2 separate regions of the Sus scrofa genome follow, and region 2 is linked to region 1. The links are chromatin contacts, called in public HiChIP or PLAC-seq maps. All regions are on one chromosome and are shown on one strand. The core of a region is the stretch at or near the end of the contact, and the rest is flanking DNA. Distances in the headings are between cores, read along the strand shown. Region 1 overlaps IGF1R (insulin like growth factor 1 receptor). Region 2 holds the start of SYNM (synemin).

Evidence for each region. HiChIP or PLAC-seq counts read pairs in DNA pulled down with a chosen protein or histone mark.
Region 2: an H3K27ac HiChIP or PLAC-seq map of skeletal muscle shows a contact between it and region 1. The contact joins the promoter of SYNM here to the enhancer-like site in region 1. A contact is called at or near these places in 1 of 5 promoter capture datasets (fetal liver), 5 of 47 Hi-C or Micro-C datasets (adipocytes, embryonic fibroblasts, epiblast stem cells and 2 more) and 1 of 2 datasets of contacts at active chromatin or transcription factors (skeletal muscle).

The regions. Positions count from the first base shown.
Region 1 is chr1:137,487,270-137,493,311 of Sscrofa11.1, forward strand. All of the region lies in intron 2 of IGF1R (insulin like growth factor 1 receptor), which reads right to left. Among named protein-coding and RNA genes, the nearest start is that of PGPEP1L, 180 kb to the left of the region's middle. Within about 2 kb of position 2,917, at least 71 of the 83 cell types and tissues checked have an H3K27ac peak or open chromatin away from gene starts, as enhancers often do. A contact at or near this core is called in embryonic fibroblasts, fetal liver and skeletal muscle, where this site is marked.
Region 2 is chr1:137,851,865-137,857,906 of Sscrofa11.1, forward strand. SYNM (synemin) reads left to right here and starts at 3,780. Exons shown (of 12, transcript XM_021098348.1): 1 at 3,780-4,711. The coding sequence starts at 3,902.

The DNA.
Region 1 (6,042 bases), core at 1,667-4,166:
CTACACAGCACCTTCATGCTTTGGCCACCATGGTCATCCCATGTCAGAGGCCAGGCTGCTTCTGCAGTCTGACCAGCTGTGTGGCCCTGGGAGGGGCTGGCAGCACTTCAAGTGTTATCATTTTTTCACTACTGTTTTTGATTTTAGGGCCGCACATGGAGGTTCCCAGGCTAGGGGTCAAATTGGAGCTACAGCTGCTGGCCTACACCACAGGCACAGCAACACAGGATCCGAGCCTTGTCTGCAACCTACACCACAGCTCACAGCAACACCAGATCCTTAACCCACTGATCGAGGCCAGGGATCAAACCCACAAACTCATGGTTCCTAGTCAGATTCATTTCCACTGCACCATGATGGGAACTCCTTCCCATTATTTTAAAAACACACTTGACAATGGCTTTGTAAGGACCCACTGGGCCCCAGGTGTTGGTCAGACAACTCTGTCGTCAAGGGGTTCAGACTTTGCCGTTTGGCCCAATTCCTTCAGATTAGAAGTTCTAGAAGTCTGACCTATAACTATTCTTTTTCATTAAAATATCACTATTGACAAAGCAACAGGTTTTAAATATATACACATGAGGGGCTCATTTTTGTTTGTTTGTTTGTTTAATATTTGCCAAGGGTTGGCCAAATAGAACACAGCAGGCCATAAGTACAGTAAAGGACATCTGACCTTATGGAGGAAAGGTAAACAAATAATAGTGAGGTTCCCTAGTAAGTGATTTTTCATAATTCCCATTCTCTAGGAGGTCCTATAAATGTATGTTAGTAACATCTCCATGTATGGCTCATAAAAAAACAACACTGACAATAGCTCACACTTACTGAATGCCTACTAGGAGCAAACTTGGTGCCAAGCACAGTTAATCTTCATGGCTCCCCTAAGGGACAGGTATTATCACCCTTTTCTACAGATGAGGAAAGACATGCTCAGAGGGTCAGTCATGTGTCCAAGGTGCCGGTGTGTCTGGCTCCATAGCCCAGGGTGCCATCATATGACGCTGCCTCTCACCCAGCTTGAGAGATGCCCAGAAAGTAAAAGATGAACATGAGACCATGGAGGACATCCCGAAAGATAGCATCAGTGTCCCACGAGTGCAGAGAATAAGACTTGTGAGAAAAGAGGGTGAGAAGCTAGTGCAGTGGTGGGGGTAAGAGGATGTCTCCCAGAGGGGCAATCTGAAGTTGGTTCTAGAAGATAGAGCGGGTTTGTGGCGGGGGGGGGGGGGGCACAGGGGTTGGAGGGGGCATCCAAAACCAGGGAGGTTGCTCAGGATGGCAGCTGGGAGCCCCACATGCCCTGTAGTCATAGCAGCCCTGAGTAGCCTGGAGGCTGGCAGGCTCCGAGGGTACACAGAGGCCAAGGCAGGCTAAAGTCAGCTCACCAAGCACTCACAGCCCGGTCATGTGGGAAAGAAAGGGGCAATCCGACTCTGGGGTGGGGATTAAAGGTGTTTCCAAACGTGCCTCGAGCCACTAAAGAGCAAAGCAGCCAGGCCCTCCTGCTTCCCAAGCTTATTTGAACAGGAGAAAGCCACTTGGCTCCCAGACCAGCCTACCCTGGCATCTTCCAGCAGGGAAACATGCTTTGGTTATTCAGACGTGACTTACTGGCACAGAGGCTGTTGGCATGGAAAAATGAACAGGCTGACCTGGCCAGAGAAGAGCAGGTGATGCAGAAACCCAGCGAAAGATGAGCTCAACGTGCCACCCTGAAGAAGTGGGAGGCCCATGTGAGGGGCCCCAAAAGAAGGAAGATTTACTAGAGAGGGCAAGTTGGGCACCTCTGCAAGTCAGGTACTTCTTACTTAAGATGTTTCGTTTAGTCTTCTCAACACAGCATAGAGGTCATCTTTCCACCTCCTGCCAGGGCCAGGTGGGGATTGGGGGGGGAGGGGGGCAGAAACCTAGGTTCACAGAGGTGAGTGCAGAAGGGCCCAGAGCTGGAACACGGGTCATGACGGCACTCCGCCTTATACTGAAGTGTCTTTTTGACTTCAAGCAATCGCCTAGTTTGTAACTTCACAAGGCCGGATGATGACGGTGCCAAGAACTTCACGGCCCTGAGGCAGGACTCTGCCCTCGCCCTCTCCATCACCTTTGGTAACGGAATGATGCCCCAGAACCACTTCTCTCAAGTCATGAAGTGAAAGCTGAACCTATCCTCACAACACTACCACGATACACATGAATACACACTAATTTGATCACCTAGAAAAAACATCCTAGGAGGGGAGAGTACAAATGGACAGCTAGAAGAGAGGGGGTGGGAGGAGGGAGAAATCTAAATCAGATGTGGTGGATAACTTGAAATAGGACCTGTTTCCTGGGCTTAAGTGGTCCTGGAAGTGGCTCTTGGAAATCAGGACAACCACAGATATTGTTTACATTTTATTTGCAATGTACCTTTCCCCCTTTACATTCCCTACAAGCAACTCAAATGCCCCACTGCTGAGAAAGTACACAGGCTGTAGGGTTGAGATGGGCAGAAGGCTCCATCTTGCCCCCACAGGCTGCAGCTCCACGTATGTTTCTGCGATTCCTATAAACCAAGAAGCAGAGGCCTTTTTGCTCCGTGACTGTGACTCGGCATCTGAAGGAGGCCTAACCTCCACTCAGCAAGTCAGAAACTCAAAATCATCATTTTTTTTTCCTTTTTTTTGGTGATAGGGCCTCTCACAAAATATCCCAAACAAGCCATCTTATGGAAAACTTTCTCTTTCTTCTGAGCAGAAAAGCTAAAGAGGACTGGATGTCCTGTGTAACACCAGCTCCTAAAAAGGAGGCATTTTTGAACCGAATGCCACATACTGTATTTTGCCATTTTGCCTACGCTTCCTGCTTGGAGCCTCTGTAACGGAACAGAGAAGCCTCAGACACTGGAGCTGCTCCAGGCCACGCAAACTCCACTCCGCATCTTCCAGGCAGCCCTGTCGCAAATAATTCCTGTCCACTACGCCCCTATCACACTGAATACAACCACATTGTGCAGCTGGAAATGGGAAACCTGATTCACATCACAGAATAAGGTACAAAAACATTTAGTTCAGCACAATGCTGTCTTGGGGCGGGGGGCACACATCTCAAATCTAGGAGTGGGTGAAGGAGTCAAGACCCACCTTGGAAAGAAGCACGGAATTAAAACAGCATTTGCCGCGTCCCGAAACAGTAACAACAAAAAAATCCACCCAGTCCTTCCAGAGCTGTTTCAGCTGCAGTGTTCCTAACCAAAATCAATCTAGTCCATGCACGCAATTTAAAAAGGAAGCATGATCTCCGCAGAAAATGGTGCATGTTGACAAGGCGTGACTTGTCCCACATGGACAGGAATAAAAGGAAAACAAGCCTGGTTGCAACTTAGCCTCCTTTAGTCTGAAGACCGCGGGAAGGAAAAGAAAAAGGCCAGAATAAAGGCAGGGAGACGCGGGCAATGGAGGACGGGACCAGGAGGAGGGTATGTGCCCGACGAGATTTTGGTAAACAGCAGCCTGTAATGGCCACTGGTAGAAAGAAGGGAAAACAGACATGGAGGGAAACGTGTTTACAACTGCAGCGGTGGGCGGGAGGCTGAGCGAGGAGGGAGGGAGGGATTCCCCGACTCTGCGCTCAGCCCGCTCGGCTCCAGTGGGGCCCCAGGGCTAGGTTGTGCTGCGGTGCACCCCCCCGCCACCACCACCCCCGCCCTGCTTTATTGGGGGGGGCATCTTGTTTATAGGGAAGGTTACTCCTCCTCAGCTCTGGTGATCGAGTCCCTAATACTCCTGCTGCATCCTTGCGGGATGCCCGCTTGACTGACAGCTGCCCCAGCCAGTCGCTGCCCAGCCCCCGCGGAAAGGTGGACTTTCCCAACGAGCCGATTGGACAGGGAGGAGGGCGGGCCGTCGTGATTGGCGTGCTACTCCGAGTAGAAAGTAGTAAACAACCTTGGTCCACCGAGGCGAGGCGAGGCAAGGCGAGGCGGGGAGGGCTTGGGATGCCTGCTGCCCGTCCTCGCTCTGAACTGGGGCTGCACCAAGACAAAAGGAACCCACAGTGGGGAGACGACCAAGGATACCCCAGAAAAGCAAACACGAATGGGTGTTCCTTTAGAGCTGCTGGGCTAGAACTGCTGACTTGCAGCTTCACATCATTTTTGTTCTGTGCAAAACCAAAATGGTTTGTTTCTGCTATTTATTCTCCTTCTTAGGGTTTAACAACTCTCAAACCGGAGCAAGAGCCATTTTGGTTGACCTTCCCTTCCTCTAAATTTTCTAGTTCTGTCTTTTCAGAAGTGCTTTTAAACCCCAGTACTAAAAATTGTTTCCTTACACAATGTGCCCTCCATGGCACAGAGGTATATCAGATGCCCTGTTAGACCTTCTGATCTCAAGTTCCTGGAGCTGTGATCTCACTCAGAGCTGTTTGGAAGAGTGTGTGTGTGTGTATAAAAACTGAGATGATATTAAGCTCACTTGACAAGAAATAAGCAGTGAACATGCATTTTCCATAGAGGGAGTATTTTGCCCAGGATAATGTATCTCGTGGTAACGGTAACTCCCCATCTGGTTTGACTTGAATCACAATCCACTCCTCATTCTGGCCTCACCATAAAGTCTCAAAGGACCTTAGCGAGAAAAATCTGCAGCTGCCAGGGAGGCGCTGCTCCCCCAAGCTGGGCAGCTCCTGGGGCTGCCTCCAGGAGGGGCGTGGGCACTTGAGAGACACACACAAACCACCTAACTGAGAGAGAGGACAGAGAGGCTCCTTCCTGTACTAGTGGAGAAGGGAACCAGGAGGACAGATCCAAGAGGGATCTCCACTCCATTTGTTTGCCCACCGACTCAACACTCTAATGGTGAGCTATGTTGCCACCGTGGCCAGACAGCCATACTGATACAAAATGACTCTTGCAGGACACAACTTAGGGTAAACTGACCACCTGGGGGTCGTCTTCATCACCTCCAGGCCCCAGTGTCCAGTTGTCTGCCTGTTCTAATAGCGCCTCCCTACCTAGCAGTCCCAGGGAACTGCATCCTTCAACCCTCGAGTCTCCCCTTTCTGTAAAAAGCCTCCACAGCCTGTGGTATGGAGTTAGTACCCCTTAGCTCTTCCAGCATGGCTCCAGCCCCCAGGCATGCAACTTCCTTCCTTCAGTTCTGGTCCTGCACTGGCCACACACACCCTTCACTCTTAACTGTTCTTTCTGCTTTCTGTGCTATCCCCTGCCTGCCCAGGAGAGGCCACTGTTCTCCACCGCTTCCCTGACCCTGCAGAACTCCTCAGAAAGCACACTTAGGTAAGTGTCCCTGATGGCGAGACACATTCGATGCCGCATTCTGACTCTGCTGACAGGTCTGGCCCCCTCACTAGACCCTGAACTTCTTGAGGGCAAAAGCAGTGTCATCTTCTGATGTGTGGATCTATGGAGCCACAGGCCCACGATTAGTGTTCTCCCAGCTTGCCAAGCCTTTGCATGCAGTCCGCATCTTCTCCCAGCTAACTCTGCATGTTCTTCTAACGGGCTCCTTGCTGATGCCTTCCCTCCCCTCCCATCCCCCCTGCCCCAAGCTGGAGACCCTGGCCTTCTCCTTCCCCTCTCTCAGTGGTCCCTACACACATGCAGCTGCTCTTGCCTATGCTGTTTCCTCTGTGGTGAAGCACTTTTCAAATTCCTCTTCTGCCTACAAATTACTTCCTACTTGGGGTGGACATCTCAGAAGCTCTCTTCCCCCAGAGCATCTCAGAGAGAGCCTCTGTGTGTCCTCTACTCTCACTGCCAGAACATAATGCAGTCCCACAGCTGGCATGGTTGGCTGGAAGAACCAAGAGCTGAAAGACAAATCCACAAAGGGATGCCCCCTAGGTGTCTACCCAACCAGTACATTCTGGCCTCCAGACCCGACACTGCTCTGTGCTTCAAGCTTGGCTCTGCCACAGGGTCCTTTCTTGCTCCCTCTTCCTGGAGGCTTTCTCACTGTGGACTGGAGCAGGCTCCTTCTCACCTTTTGGGTCCCAGCTCAAATTGTCAACTGCACCCCTGCCCCCAAGACTCCTGCCTGC
Region 2 (6,042 bases), core at 2,530-5,029, 370 kb after region 1:
TACGGGTTCCCTCATCTACCTTTTTATAATTTGCACAGAGGCATCTGAGAGTGGCTGGGGACCTGCTGGAGTTACCCCATCCCTGTCTGAATGGCTCCCTTAGGTCCTCTGCCACTTCTGAGCATGTGCTCAGGCTCCTGGCTTCACTCATGGGGGATGCAGGCACTTCAGAAAGGCTCTCCTGGCCTAGGATGCAGCCCTTCACATCAGGCCTGCTATCTCCCCAAGAATGCACTGAGGAAGCCTGCACAGGACCTCTGCTCCTGGACCTGCAATTGAGCTGGTGATTTGCTGATAAGCAATGAGATCCTGCTGTATAGCACAGGGAACTATATCTAATCACTTGTGATAGAACATGATGGAGAATAATGTAAGAAAAAGAATGTATATATTTGTGTAACTGGGTCACGTTGCTGTACAGCAAAAATTGATAGAACATTGTTAATCAACTATAACAGAAAGAAAGAAAGAAGAAAAGAAAGAATGAAAAGAGCTGGTGTTTTGATCTCCTTGGGGCTCTGCTCAGAAAGGGGCACAATGGTCCCCTCTGGGGAGCCTCTCGAGGAACTTTTGTGCTTTCATCACTTCCCACAATCCCTGATCTAAGTGGATCCTTTCTTATCTGCTGGGAACCCCAACTCTCCTCAGCCTCCTGCTCTGCCATCCCTCAGGATTTACTCCCCAACATCTAGTCTAGCTAGAAGTGGTCTCCAAGCCTTTACAACGTGCATTTTTAAGATCATAGTCAGGAATACCTTTTTTTTTTGCCTGCCTCCCCTTATGCAACGGATGTGAAGTGGGGGGGGGGTTGATGAATTATTTGGGGGAAATCCATTAATTCTTACCTCCCTGCCCCCAATTGTTCCACCACACTTGGAGCTCCAAGCTCTCCAAGTAGAGAAAAGACCAACTATTTCCACTTCCCCAGCCTAGTGCAAGGACTGACGAAAGAGGGTGGTCCTCTTGCACCCTCTTGCTTCAGGGCAGCCCTCCCGCTTCAGGGGCGTCCAGTGAGACTAGGCCTGGGGGCGGGCACTGCTCCCCATCCTCCCACCTTCTGCGCAAGGTGGAGGAGGGGACCCTAGACTGAAGTGGCCCTGGAGCTCTTTCTGTGCGCGCCATCCTCAGCAGCGCCCCCTGCTGGGAGGTTGAGGAAATTCTCGCTCTCCTTCAGGGCACTTAGAGCCATGGCCCTTCCTTGATACTCCTGACAACAAGCATCTATTAGTCTACTGAAATCAGTAAGTGAGGTTGAAATGTAATTTTCTCTCCAGTTCTCTGATATCTCCGAGTTCCGTTTTCATTGGAAATGGTAACAGGTGAGGTAGATAATCCTGGAGGTGTTTAGCCTGCCAAAGGGGGCTGTGATTACAAGAAAAATCTACACCATAGTTTTATCGCACTGGGGTGCACTTTCTTCTATATTGGGCCAATTCTAGGAAACAATATTTACAGACAATTTTAAAAATTCAAAGTAAAATGACTAAATTAAAATGAAGACTGCAGGGCTTTTTTGCTTTAAGCTACTAATAGAAAAGTGTATTTGTTAATATGGGAGCAATGTCAGAGCACTTTTACATTTTTATGACAAATGATAATAGAAGCACAATACTTCTTATCATAAATTCCATACAGCAAATTGATTCCTGCAGAATGCTTTCATTGATTTTTGCAGAACTCTGGTGTCCCTAGACAATCTGTAGTTGTAATTGACAAATGAGTGTAGCATGACATGAATGTTGGTTGGTATTTGTATTTACCTCGACAAGAAAGATAAAGGTGAAATAACTAAGAAATTTTGTTCTCAGCAAGAAGTGACTTCTTTGCTAACTCGAATAATAGCTTTGAAACACTGAACTATATTTCCTCAAATTTTTGTAATATTCAAAATTCAGTAGCTACAGACATAACACACTGAGTTTCATCTTCATTACTAACATGTTCTCCATCAATTCTTTAAGTAAGTCTTGGCTGTCGGTAGAATAATGAATCAAGTTGACAATTAACAAAAAATCTACTGATTTCTGCAGTGTAAATACTCATGCTACCAATACAATGTCAGCAAGCACAGAGGTGGGTAGCCACTCAGGAGCATGGGTTATTTATTTTTTTATTTTTTTATTTTATTTTTGGTCTTTTTGCCATTTCTTGGGCCGCTCCTGCGGCATATGGAGGTTCCCAGGCTAGGGGTCGAATCGGAGCTGTAGCTGCCAGCCTACGCCAGAGCCACGGCAACGCAGGATCCGAGCCGTGTCTGCGACCTACACCACAGCTCACGGCAACGCCGGATCGTTAACCCACTGAGCAAGGGCAGGGATCGAACCTGCAACCTCATGGTTCCTAGTTGGATTCGTTAACCACTGCGCCACGACGGGAACTCCAGGAGCATGGGTTATATAGCATTCCATCTTACAAGGATATTAGACATCCATAACTTCAAGAACAGATAATAGTAAAGAGCAGTAAAATAATTAGGAAGTGATATATTTTAAGTTTTATTTCCTTTTTGAATAATTAATGGTAATCCTCTATAATTTATTTTTTAATAATATCTGGCTAGTGTTATTTTTAATAATAGCTTTTAACAACTAGCTCACAAAATTCCTGATAATTTAACAGGTAGCTTTCACAAGCCAGCACGCCACTGCCAGTCCCGGTGACTTCTGGGTTCTGCAGCAATAGGCACTGGCAGGAGCGGGAGAGCAAGAAGAGAGAAGGGTTGGATTTTTCCTTCTCTTCCTCCTAGGATGCATGCTACAGCTCCTGCTCCTCAACACTGTTCCCTCCTTCTGCCTCTAGGGGGCTAGTGGCTTCTGGGTCTTTCTGATTCCCGCGGCTTCCCCATCACATCCACCCCTTTGTAAGTAGTCTCATTTCACCCCGTTAAATCATTCCCTTCCCTTTGAGTGTTTTTCTCTTTCCTGGTTGGACACTGCCTGCTCAAGTCTGCTTCTGCAGTCACAACGTCTAATACTTCTATTCCCATATTTAGGAACTATGTGTCCTTAATCAAGTTGCTCAACTTCTCTGAGCTACAGTTTTGTGAGGATTAACTATGATGCATCAGGGTATGATTTTGAAAGATTAACCGTGGTGGGACTTTATGTTATCCTCCTGCTATTTCCTGGTGCTCTATAACTCTTTCCCAAACTGAGCAGCAATAGTCTATAGAAGATGTTTCTCAGAAACATAAAGCATAAGTATGGGGAAAGTTTTGAGTTTCAAAATGCAAGACCTTGAAGGGCATGAAAGAAAACCTAATGAGTCTGAGCAAAGCATCCTCTTGGGAGAGCCACTGGTCCCTGAGAAGGCTCTCCTACCTCCCTAACGTGGAGAACTGAAGAATTGAGAACAATGGCTACAGGTTGAGTCCAGGCTACTGTTGGCCGCCCCACAGTGCCCTGGTGCCCCAGTGTGGCCTATGAGAGACGCTCGTACTGATGGGATTTCCAGAGAGGTCTGGATGCTGACATTACAGCAGCTGTGTGGCCTGACGAACAAGGGCCAGGTGACGATGTGCATCTGGGTGAATGGGAGGAGGAGAATAACGAGGAACCCTCAGTACCCCTTCTGAGAACCCTGCCTGCCGATATGCGAGAGCCAGCTTAGAGGGCTCCGGACAGCCTGGCCCTGGGTTGGGCAGCCGCGCGGCCTCACGGTCATTCCGCCAGGAGGCGCTGTCCGGCCACACTGGCCGCGCCGGGCCGCACTCTGATTGGCTAGAGGACGTGGCCCGCGGCCACTCCCTCCCGCCCACCCTGGTAAGTGCCGCTCGCTCGCCAACTCCCGCCCCAGTCTGCGGGCCTCGGGAGCAGCGGCGGGGCGGGAGCGGCGCGGCGGAGGGGACAAGACCAGGGCAGGAGGGAACCGGCCCGCCAGGAGAGCCCCGCACACCATCAAGATGCTATCCTGGCGGCTGCAGACGGGCTCCGAGAAGGCTGAGCTGCAGGAGCTCAACGCCCGGCTCTACGACTATGTGTGCCGAGTGCGGGAGCTGGAGCGCGAAAACCTGCTCCTGGAGGAGGAGCTGCGCAGCCGGCGGGGCCACGAGGGCCTGTGGGCCGAGGCGCAGGCCCGCTTCGCGGAGGAGGCGTGCAGCTTGCGGCAGCAGCTGGACGAACTGAGCTGGGCCACGGCGCTGGCCGAGGGCGAGCGCGACGCGCTGCGGCGCGAATTGCGGGAACTGCAGCTGCTGGGCGAAGAGGCGCGCGCCGCCCGCGGCCGTCTGGATGCCGAGCTGGACGCTCAGCGGCGGGAGCTTCAGGAGGAGCTAGGTGCGCGCGCCGCTCTCGAGGCGCTGTTGGGCCGGCTGCAGGCCGAGCGCCGCGGCCTTGACGCGGCCCATGAACGCGATGTGCGGGAGCTGCGCGCGCGCTCCGCTGGCCTGACTCTGCGCTATCGCGCCCGCGCCACCGGCCCTGCCGCACCCCCGCCGCGCCTGAGGGAAGTGCACGACAGCTACGCACTGCTAGTGGCCGAGTCGTGGCGGGAGACCGTGCAGCTGTACGAGGAAGAGGTGCGCGAGCTGGAGGAGGCGCTGCGGCGCGGCCAGGAGAGCCGGCGCGAGGCCGAGGAAGAGACGCGGCTGTGCGCGCAGGAGGCGGAGGCGCTGCGGCGCGAGGCGCTCGAGTTGGAGCAGCTGCGAGCGCTGCTGGAAAACGAGCTGCTGCGGGTACAAGAGGAGTACGAGCTTCAAGCCGAGGAGCGGCAGGTCTGTGCGCCCTGCGAGCGCTGGTGGTGGGGGAGTGGTAGGGCTCCCAGACCACAGAGTGCTCACCCAGGGCCCGGCAAGGCTGACGGGTGGGGCCAGCGCAGCGGGTGCACCTGGGGACCCGGGCGCCAAGGGGCCGCCTTCCTCAGGATCCCGGCATCTTGCCAGTACTGGAAAAAGTGCGCAGTTCTTTGGTCCATCTACTCAGTGGAAGAGTGCCAAGTGGCAGATCCTGGTGAATGGCCCTGTCCCTGTCAGGTTGTCAAATTTAGACCTTGACATGACTGGGTGCATCCTGACAAATGACTCCCTCAGTTCTCAGTTCTTTCAGTTTCTTGTGTTTGGAAGACCGAGTTCACATAGAAGTCAACCAGGAAGGCCCAGAAGTGACTTCAGAGGTGACAGCTCCTTCTTTCTCAGACACTTCCCAGTGTTGGGAAGGTTTCTAGGCAATGTCAAGTCCTTGTCAGAAACCGTTCAAAATTGAACACTAGGCACTAGGGCTTCTTTGGGGGAGAACAACTTGTTTTCCAAAACGGTTTTTATTTTGCCAAAATGATTTCTCAGTTCCCCGTTGGAGTCAGCTGGTCGTGGCTCCCGGGCCACTGCTTTGTTTGTTCTTGGGAGGGGCAGAAACCTTAATGCAGAGAATTTAATCAGAGATGTTTTTTCCACAGTACAAGCTGATGTCAGATCTCTGGGTAGTGTAAAAGTCGTGTTAATGCAGGTCCCTGTGGCAGGATGTTATTACAAGTGCAGGTAATATAAACAGTTCCTATTTCAGGGAAGCAAAGCTCAAACCTCTGACACAGGCGGTGACACCTGTAGCTGATTTATTGTCTGACAGGGTTGCCCTGGTCATGCCCAGTCTTGGCCAGAAATGGAAATATTCCCCAATCCTGCTCTCAGTAGTTCTCAGGATGACAGTGTAGAACAATATTCACACACATTCAGAAATATTTTAAACCGAACGGTTTATGGCTTCGAATGAAAGATTTGTGTTAGAGTGATTTTGTGCCTTTCTAAAAAATTTAAAAGTGAAGGGAACATGGTGATTTTGGTGACATCACAAGCATCCATAAATAATCAGCAGATATCTTTTGACTAACCTGGTCTCTAGGGCTGCACTGGAGTGTACATGGGAAATCATATAAAGCAATACAGTACAGAATTGTTTGGAATTTAATCTTTTGGATCATGGGTTTTGTTTGGCCTTTCCTGCTTAATTTTCAAAAGTGTTCTGTCTGAGTTGTAAATAGGGCAAGGACCAGGACCGGCCACAGTGTGCACTGATCACCCGGGCTTACTCTAGACTGGAGAGTGCTTCCTTT